Regions from separate parts of the Ovis aries genome. Here region 2 is linked to region 1. The links are chromatin contacts, called in public Hi-C maps. All regions are on one chromosome and are shown on one strand. Each heading gives the region's core, a stretch centred on a gene start, on an enhancer-like site or on the middle of the called end of the contact. The rest is flanking DNA. Distances are from core to core; before and after follow the strand shown.

Region 1 (4,663 bases), core at 655-3,154:
ACCCCCATCCTTCCTCAGCTCCCCAAACCACAACAGGATCAAGTCACTGGGTGCCCCCTTCTCATGATTCCCCTCCCCGTGATACTGCTCAGGCCCAGCAGCAGACTCTGCTAAACAATTAGGAAGTCCCTGGTGGTCCAGTGGTTAAGACTGCGCTTCCAAGGCAGGGAATGCTGGTTCGATCCCTGGTTGGGGAACTGAGATGGCAGATGCTACGAGGCATAGCACCCCGCCAAAAAAAAATTGGGAGTGGTGCTCACCTCCTCTCTTTGCCTGAGACTAACAGGGAAATCTCGTCAAGCAGCCTGTAAAACATGCCCAAATGAAGAGCACCTCCCCTGGTGTGGAGGAAGGGGTATTGCTGGGACAGGGGCTTAGGGGCTGAGCTGGCTCTGAGAGCAGGGGAGGGGACTAGCAGTCAGGCCTTGTCTGCAGTGCTGGAGCCCTGGCACTGCTGGGCCACCCCCCAGGGCCTTTCCTGGTGCCCACTGAATGACTCACCTTGGCACAGACACAATGGTCAGGGTGGGCACAGAGCCCGCTCCCCGCAGCACCCCAGCTCCCCTCAAATGCTTTCCGAGAAGCTCTTTGAGCAAGGGGCTTGGGCTGCGCCCCGCCCAACAGGCTGGCATCTTGGGATGAAAACAGCACAGGCCCCCTGAGGGGCTGCCCTCGCTGAGCGACGCCCTCACCAGTGGTGGAGAACAAGGCTTCATTCAGCAAGTGCCCGGGAAAAGGGATCGGAGGCCCAGGCATGGGCAGTGGGCAGCAAGAGGGGGTGGTGCAGGAGAGGAAGGCTGTCTGCTTCCCAGAAGTCCAGGGGCACAGATGGCTGAGGGCCTGGGTGGACCACCAGGCAGCCAGATAGACGGGGTGGATGGATCTGAAATCTCAAGGGCCCACAGGGCACTGGACCCGGGTTCCCAGTTCAGAACCACTGGCTCCTCAGTACCCAAACCCACTCATCCCCAGAAACCTTTCCCAGCCTTTCAGCCTGGGAACTTGTGTGGGAATTTGAAGGAGATAAATCTCCACTGTGAGAGTGAGGTGAGAGGGGGCCAGGGAAATGGGATGTTACAGGGACAAAGATGGGAGTTGGGACAGCCAGCTCATTCATAAGTGCTTTGTGGAGCTGTCAAGGCCTGGGCTCTGGGAGGGGTTGCAGGGAAGCTGGGGTGAACCCAGTGAGGCTGAGCCCGGAGCTTCAGGGTGGCCCCAGGAGTGGGGGGGCGGGCGCCTGGGAGTGCAGCACCTGCCCCCTCTGGCCCTATCAGGAGCCCCACATTCCTTCCATTATCCCCCCACTGCTAGATAGAGGCCTCGATTGACCCTCCAGACAAAGGGTTGGTTCTAATTCCAGCCCACAGCCCCAAAACTCCAGAGGATGGGGAGACAGCAGGAATGCAGACGCCTGCACTCAGAGGGGAGGATGGCAGGAATATGCTGGGACTGAGGCTGTCAGGAAATCTAACACAGGCTGTTTCTTGAGAGTAGGGAACAGGTTTATTCAAGTTCCCAACATCTATCAGGCACTGGAAGGAGAATGCTGGAGGGTCTGGGTCATGGGATCTAAGAGTTAGAAGACGGGTCAGGGGTCATCTGGTCCAGCCCTTCCCTGACCCACCATCCCAGAGAGTCTGCTTGCTCAGTGGTCAGAGTTTCAGACACAGCATCGGCCCCAGGAACTGCCCACTAGCAGCTCTGTCTGGAGCCAGACAGAGGCTGGCATGCTCTGGTGGCCCTGCCTCGGGGCACAGTGGCCTCGGTGGGGTGAGAGGCGCTCTCCCCGTGGCTGGGCTGTGGCCCAGCACCACCCCCTCAGGCTATGCCAGGGGGCGTTGCCAGGGGCAGCCTGGGCCGTGCCAGGCTGGTCCCCTCCTCCTTAAAGCCTGCACATCTCAGGAGCAGGCAGAGCGAGGCCAGGATGGAGAGGAGACGGGTCACCTCAGCGGCTCGCCGCTCCTATGTCTCCTCCTCGGAGATGGTGGTGGGGGGCCGCCGCCTGGGTCCTGGCACCCGCCTGTCCCTGGCTCGAATGCCGCCTCCACTCCCGGCCCGGGTGGACTTCTCCCTGGCCGGGGCACTCAACTCCGGCTTCAAGGAGACCCGGGCCAGCGAGAGGGCAGAGATGATGGAGCTCAACGACCGCTTTGCCAGCTACATTGAGAAGGTGCGCTTCCTGGAGCAGCAGAACAAGGCGCTGGCTGCCGAGCTCAACCAGCTGCGGGCCAAGGAGCCCACCAAGCTGGCCGACGTCTACCAGGCAGAGCTGCGCGAGCTGCGCCTACGGCTCGATCAACTCACCGCCAACAGCGCCCGGCTCGAGGTGGAGAGGGACAACCTGGCACAGGACCTGGGCACCCTGAGGCAGAAGTGAGGAGGGGAGCCACAGAGGGGCCTCCTGAACCGGGAGGACTGAGTCCCGGGAAGGGGCGCCTGCAGGTCTCAGGCGGGGCTCTGCCTTCCTGTTCCCATTTCCCGCCTTTAGGAGGGAGGGCGATCCTTGTTTCCAGATGATGGAGGGCCTGGGACGAGGCCCAGAATCTGATTTCCGGGGATCTGATTCCCCAAATCCTTCTTCCAGGGAACCGCTGTACCGTCAGCACCTTCCTGCTGAGGAAAGTGGACAGTCGGGGACCCTAGCGGGCAGGCTCTCTGTTTTATTCACTGCGGGGCCTTGCGACTGTGCACAGAGAATACACTTATTCTTAGCTCTGTCTAGTGGAGGTACTGGATAGGAATATGGGGGTGCACCAGGAGGACTGGGCTGGGGTACAGGCCACAGGGAGACAGCAGGTAAGCCTGGCTTCAGAACACAGGTGACTCTGCCTGTCCCCAGCTTACGACCCTAGTCAAGGTGCTTCAGCTAGCACAGCTGTAAAGTGGAGATCTTAATAAACCCATTTCCGAAGGTCAGAGGAAATGCCAGGGGCATAGTCCTTGCCAACTGGCAGAGTATGCGTGTGTGACTTCAAGTGCGAGAAGACGTGTGTGGGGTGTGTGTGTGTGTGTGTGTGTGTATGGCAGGAGTGAGTATAGGTTGGTGGAAGCGCCTGTGTGAGCAGGAGCAGGTGCAGCAACCCTGATAAGGCACCTTGGTAATGACTTAAAGCGCAGGCTCTTGTCTGCTCACCCTTCTGGCCAAAGCTCTGTCTAGAATCCTGCCCCTCACTCCTCCTTCTGCTCCACTGCTCCTGAGGGTGGGGGAGTATCTCTCTGACAGAGGGATCAGGGGAGGGGTCCCCATAGTCGTCAGAAGAGCCCAGACCCAGGAGTGTATCTCCCTACCTCAGGCTCCAGGATGAAACCAACCAGAGGCTGGAGGCTGAGAACAACCTGGCTGCCTATCGACAGGTCAGGGTGGTGGGGAAGGATCAGGGAGGGGGAAAATGTTGATGGCAGCCCACCCAAACACAGTCCCTAAGCCCAACCCTCCAGAGCAACGTGCTCTCCCTGCCCCCCACCAGCCGCAAAAGGAGAGATCAGATTAGACTAGGGAGCAGAGAGGATGAGTCTGGGGTCAGAGCGGCCCTTTGCCCCGCCCTGCTCCAGGAAGCAGATGAAGCCACCCTGGCCCGTCTGGATCTGGAGAGGAAGATTGAGTCTCTGGAGGAGGAAATCCGGTTCTTGAGGAAGATCCATGAGGAGGTAAGATCGGGAAGGAGGGGAAAAAAGGCCAACACAGAGACTGGAACTGAGGGAAAGAGATGGGGAGACAGAGACAGATATTCAGAGAGAGAAAGGGACACACTGACAGAGAAAGAAAATGAGAGAGAGACAGAGAAAGAGAGGCAGAGAAAGACTGAGGGAGGCAGAGCTAGAGACAGATAAGAGAGCACCTCCAGCCCCTAGTAGAATGCACCCAGACACACCCTCCACTTAAAGTGGGCCCTGTTGCCTCATTCTTTTTCACTACAGCCCTGTGAGATAGGGATGGTTCCAGTGTTATCTCCTTTTCACAGAGGAGAACCCTGAAGCCCAGAAAGGCTAAAGAATGTGCTAAGGTCACATAGTTGGTCTCTATGACTTCACTCCCTCTGCCATCTGTTTCCATTGAAATGACAGCCATACATTAAAAAAAAAAAAAAAAAAAAAGACCCCGCTGAGCTCTGACTTCAGATAATAGATTCAGAATCCATGGACTCAGGGAACCCAGGAACCCATAGGGACACCCACACCCCAGGACTCAGACGTTCTTTCATGAGAACACAGACATGCTTCCAGTGCTCCTGACTTCCGGGCCTGGGAGGAGGACATCCCGGGGCCCCCAAACTAACCTGCTTCTTCCCTTATCCTGGACAACGCCATTTCCTCCAACTAGGAGCATCCCATCTCCCCTAGCCAACATCCGTGTCCAAGGAAGAGGGCATGATGCTAGGGGGAAGCCCCAGTTGCAGCTGGTCCCTGAGGCCTGGCAACCCTTCTCTCACCCTGGCCAGGAGGTGCGGGAGCTACAGGAGCAGCTGGCCCAGCAGCAGGTCCACGTGGAGATGGATGTGGCCAAGCCTGATCTCACAGCGGCTCTGAGAGAGATCCGCACACAGTATGAGGCAGTGGCGTCCAGCAACATGCAAGAGGCGGAGGAGTGGTACCGGTCCAAGGTAGCCCTGACTTTGGGGCAGCCTGCCTTCTCCAGGCAGCCCTCCTGGCTCCATACAAAAGA
Region 2 (4,663 bases), core at 665-3,164, 140 kb before region 1:
TGAAATCCACTTTCAGGCCAAATCCTCCTGGATACCAGTGGGACCAAGTCACAGCCCTCTCTTGCTGCTCAGTCCACTGGGCCTATTTTCCCAACCCAGGGCTGTCACACTGAACATTTCATACTGATCCAGTTTCTTTGTGCTCACTCTGACAGCCTGAGCTGGAGCCCCAGCCTCCTTGGCTCCAAATCCAGTGGGTCCCGTGGTCAGGAGCCGGCTGTGGAGCCTCTAGAGCTCTGGGCTCCATCTCCTCCCCGCCTTCCACTCTGGCGGTCTTCCTTTCCCTCCCCCTTCAGACAGGTCCCCTCTGTGCCAGCCTCATGCCCTACCTCCCTGGATATTAAATGAGGCCGGAAAGGGGAGGGGGGTGCTCAGCCAGGCAAGGCCATTTCTATACAACCAAGCATGCTCAGGAAAGACTGAAAATGACCCTCTATTCTTTTAAATCTTAGCAGGTCTCATCCCTCCTTCCCTTCTTACCTAAAGTCATTATACAACAGACGATTTTTTCTTCTGGGTACCAATTCCATCAAGGAATTTCTCACCCAGTCATTGTGCCTTAAATAAAGTTTCAATTCTGAGCTCCACTGGAAGCAAGTCTCAAAAACCACACACCGATTTGCCATTAAAAGGTTGGCACTTAGGAGGGATGAGCAATCTGGTGCCTTGTTTTTCTCCTCTGTGGCCTCAGAACCGTAGGAAAGTCCTTACAACTCACCACAAAAGAAATTCTGGGGAATAATCAAATCGGAACATGTTGTCATCATCTTCCACATAGTTCTCATTCAGGAGAGTGTAGAGTTCTTTCAGCTGCAGAGAGAAGAGGGGCCACCTTAGAAGTATTCTGCCAGAGTGGGGGGACCAAGGCCAATACCCTGGGGCTCCAAGCTGTTGGGAACAAGGCAAACTACCAAAAACTCTATTTAATCTCACAAATCCTTTTCATCCGGGCATGGCAGGGACTCCTGGAACAAGCAATCTAGTGCTTAAGAGGAAACTGAGTCACCAGGGGTAGAGGGGCAGACTTAAGCACCGGAAGGGTGGCAGGCCAAGAATGTCATCCAAGTAACAGACCACTCCATCGTTCACTGAATGAATGGACGAACAAGGAAAATGAAAGCACAAAGAAGAGGCATCCGCCTTGGGGAGCGGGCTGCAGGGGTTAACTCTCGGCGCCAGAGACGCTGTGTGCTATTCAGGCGGAGTTGCGGGCAGATCCCAGATCAACAGATGGGAGGGATCTGCTAGCCCTGCTTGGCTCGGCTCTTCTTAGAAGAGTCCTCGAGGAAGGCCCGAGAAGAAGCCATCGTGGCTGGGCTCTCGGGGAACATGGTGTCCTGTCCACGCTGGTGGTCAGCCCAGGCCTACTCACCACACCACGGTCCCCCAGGTCCAAGGCGTCCCAGGTGAAGCCCTGGGGCAGCGTGTAGGGCTCCTGGCGGATGTTGTCTTTGTCAGGCTCCACGGGACCGTGCGTGTTCACAACTTCTCCTGCAAGTAGACACGGCCATGAGTTTCACCGCTGGCTTTCTTGGGGAGGGAAGGGGCTCAGCTCAAAAACTGACCTCAGCAAATTCCTCCTGTCCCCAGGAGCCCTTCATCCGAAGAACACTCTCTTCTTGGCAATGGCAGACCGTCTCTCTGGCTACCCTTGGCCCCTAACTGAGGGCCAATTCGTGGCCAAACTTCAGAACAATCCCGGGAGCCAAGGTGGTTGGTGTCTTGGACCTTCTTTTAAACCTCCCTTTGGTTACTAAATGACAAACGTGTATCTTGACTAACTTGGCTTCCTGCCTCCCAGCTGGTGTAGAGTGTTGTCATGGCTCTGGCCCAGGCCCATAGACCTGGATGGATTTATAAGGCGTTGCAACAAGGCAGCTTTTGTGTCAACAGCAGTGACAATATACCAGACCCATTCCTGAGCTGGACAATGGCGTCCAGGCGCCGGGCTCTCTCTGGGTCCTGCCAGCCTGGGCCTTCACCGACAGGGGCCAGTTAACTGCAGCTGCCAACTCGGGCCCACGGTGTTTACAGCCCTGTGAACGCCTCTGGGCTGAATCACCGAGTCTACACCACGCTGCTGGGAAGTCACCCCCTGACATAATATCCCCCCAGGATAGACACCCCTCCCCTGTGCAGTACACAAGGGGTGCAGGGGATGCTGAGAAGACAGAGCCCCAATTCCTAACCCCAGCCAAACCAAACCTTTCTGACAGAACTCGGGCGCATCAGCCGCATCATTTCGGCCCCTGGAATTATTTGGCCCTAGTACTTTCTACAGCTCAGAGCTTATTCATTCATGTTCACAACTCAAAAAAAGGCAATGTTTAGTACACTTTAAAAATGGAGTCTTCGGGACTTCCCAGGTGGTCTGGTGGTTAAGAGTTCACCCGCCAATGCGGGGAACATGTGTCCCATCGCTGGTCCAGGAAGATTCCAGATGCTGTGGAGCACCTAAGCCTGTGCGCCACAACTACTGAGCCAGCACTCTAGAGCCCGCGCTCTGCAACAAGGGGAGCCGCTGCGATGAGAAGCCTGCGCGCCACACCTAGAAAGTAGCCCTGGCTCCCTGCAACTAGAGAAAGACCCTGGGCAGCAACGAAGACTCAGCACAGCAATGAATAAATAAAATTTTGACGTATATACACCAGCATGCGTAAAGCAGCCAGCGAGCTAGCGGGAGGCCACTGCACGGCACAAGGAGCCCCACTCGGAGCTCCGAGATGGCCTGGGGCGGGGGGGGGGTGGTGGTGGTGGTGGCAGCGGGGGGGGCGGGGACAGGGACAGGGGCGGGGGAGGCTCAAGAGGGAGGCAATAGATACAGTGCTAGTGACTGGTTCGAGCTGCTGCATGGCAGAAACCAACACAACATCGTTAAGCACTTATTCTCCAATTAAAAACAAGAACAAAAAAGAGAAAACAACAAAAATTTGTAAAAAATAAACAAGGAGCCTTTACAGAGGACCCACTGAGTCCACGGCTCTCAGCACAGGGCTCTGCACATTCCTGTCATTCAGCTCAAGCTTTTACTGATGGTCAGGCTCCTGACCCAAACACACCACTCTAACGTGTAACGGGCAACTGTGGACCCTCCCAGGGGTGGATCCGTGGGCAGGTGTAGTGCAAATGGCTGCATCTGGCCATGAGCCAAGGACAAAACCATCAGAACTGACCATCTAACTCTCGCCCAGCACATTTACTGAACACCGGCTGGACACCATGCACCAGGACAGGGCTGGGGAAAGGTCCCTGGCCTCACAAGACATACCATCTTCTGGGGAAATAGTCAAGAAACAAGTCATAACCAATGTGCTAAGGGTCAAACACTGCGAACAACAGACAACAATGGGGTCACAGAAAGGAAGAATCCAGTTGACTCCTATTTATAAGCTGCTCTCAAGTGAAGGTTTCCTTGAGAGAAAGGCTGTATTTTTCTCCCCTAGTTTAGAAACTGGCCTTTTGATTAATTCATAAAGTAGTCCTTGTGAATTAATTGACTAGAAGTCAAACCACTTTCATTTCCTTGCCACGTATAATTTTTTGAGCCCAGTAAGCCAAGGGCCAGACCCCTGGGAAACACCACAGATCCCTACTCTAGTCTTGAGTAGGTGCTAATCAATTTTCCCTATCTTGTTTTGAGTTTATACCCCCTTTTGTTTAAACTTCAGAACACTTTTATCGTTTTTCCCCAAGATGATCTCACGGACAAGATACAAGTGATCCTCCCCACCAGATGACAATAGTCTCAAGGCCAAATCATTTCATTCAGGCTGGCTACCAGGTCCTGCCTGCACCAGGCATTGCCATTTGCACCTTTACCACCTGTTCTCGGAATCCTAGACAGCGCCAGCTCTGGGGCAGGAGCTGATGAATGACATGGATGCAGGTCCTTGTCATCATGGGGCCCAGAGACAAAGCAAGCGGGTGCTTGCCACTCAGCAGAATGAAAGTCCGCAATAATGAAGTATGGGGGGATGAGGAGGAGATGGAGGAAAGACCTCTTAGAAGAAACATCTAAAGATGTGACCTCAGGGATGTTCCTGGCGGTCCAGTGGTTAAGATTCCGTGCTTCCACTGCAGTGGGCACAGGTTCGAGCCCTGGTCAGGGAACTAAGATCCTGCATAAAAAGAAAAAAAAGATGTGACTTCAAGGATAATTAGGAATTAGGCAGGGGTAGACTGGGTGGGGCAGGGAGGGTGGGTACACTGTGGGAAGAACAGAGTCAAGACCTGGAGATGAAAGGAGGGGAAAGAAACTAGGAGAGGAGGCTGAAGAGAAGAGCGGGGGCTAATTGTGGAGGATCCTGCAAGCTGCGAGAGGCCGGAGTTTATCCTGTGGGACATTCTGAATGGGTCTTTAAGGGGGATGGGAGGGCGCAGTGACATACTGAGGTCTGAATTGTACAAAGAGCACTCAATAAGTGTTTGTCAACTGAGTGAACTTGTATACAAAATATTCAACTGGTAAGTCTTGAGCTGTGTGTTGACAAACTGGTTCTCATAGGTTATCTCAAGGCTCTTTACCATCTGCAAGACAAAGCTGACCAAGCAGCGTGAGAGGAAACTGAGAAAGCAGAAGCCACTCAGAACAGACTCGCAGTCTGGGGTGCCGGCAATGTTGCGAGCGGCCCAGGGGTCCTGCCCACCACCTTCTACTGGCTCA

Evidence for each region. Hi-C and Micro-C count contacts between places; a contact is called where the count stands out from the background.
Region 2: a contact with region 1 is called in a Hi-C map of hypothalamus, with 5 times the contacts expected there. The contact joins the enhancer-like site here to the promoter of GFAP in region 1. A contact is called at or near these places in 4 of 16 Hi-C or Micro-C datasets (blood, hypothalamus and tail adipose tissue).

What each region holds. Positions count from the first base shown.
Region 1 is chr11:44,358,487-44,363,149 of ARS-UI_Ramb_v3.0, reverse strand. GFAP (glial fibrillary acidic protein) reads left to right here and starts at 1,904. Exons shown (of 9, transcript XM_027974414.2): 1 at 1,904-2,373; 2 at 3,294-3,354; 3 at 3,553-3,648; 4 at 4,440-4,601. The coding sequence starts at 1,925.
Region 2 is chr11:44,503,217-44,507,879 of ARS-UI_Ramb_v3.0, reverse strand. NMT1 (N-myristoyltransferase 1) reads right to left here. Exons shown (of 12, transcript XM_027974409.2): 4 at 1,373-1,491; 5 at 719-810. Among named protein-coding and RNA genes, the nearest start is that of NMT1, 21 kb to the right of the region's middle. Within about 2 kb of position 1,914, at least 8 of the 54 cell types and tissues checked have an H3K27ac peak or open chromatin away from gene starts, as enhancers often do. A contact at or near this core is called in hypothalamus, where this site is marked.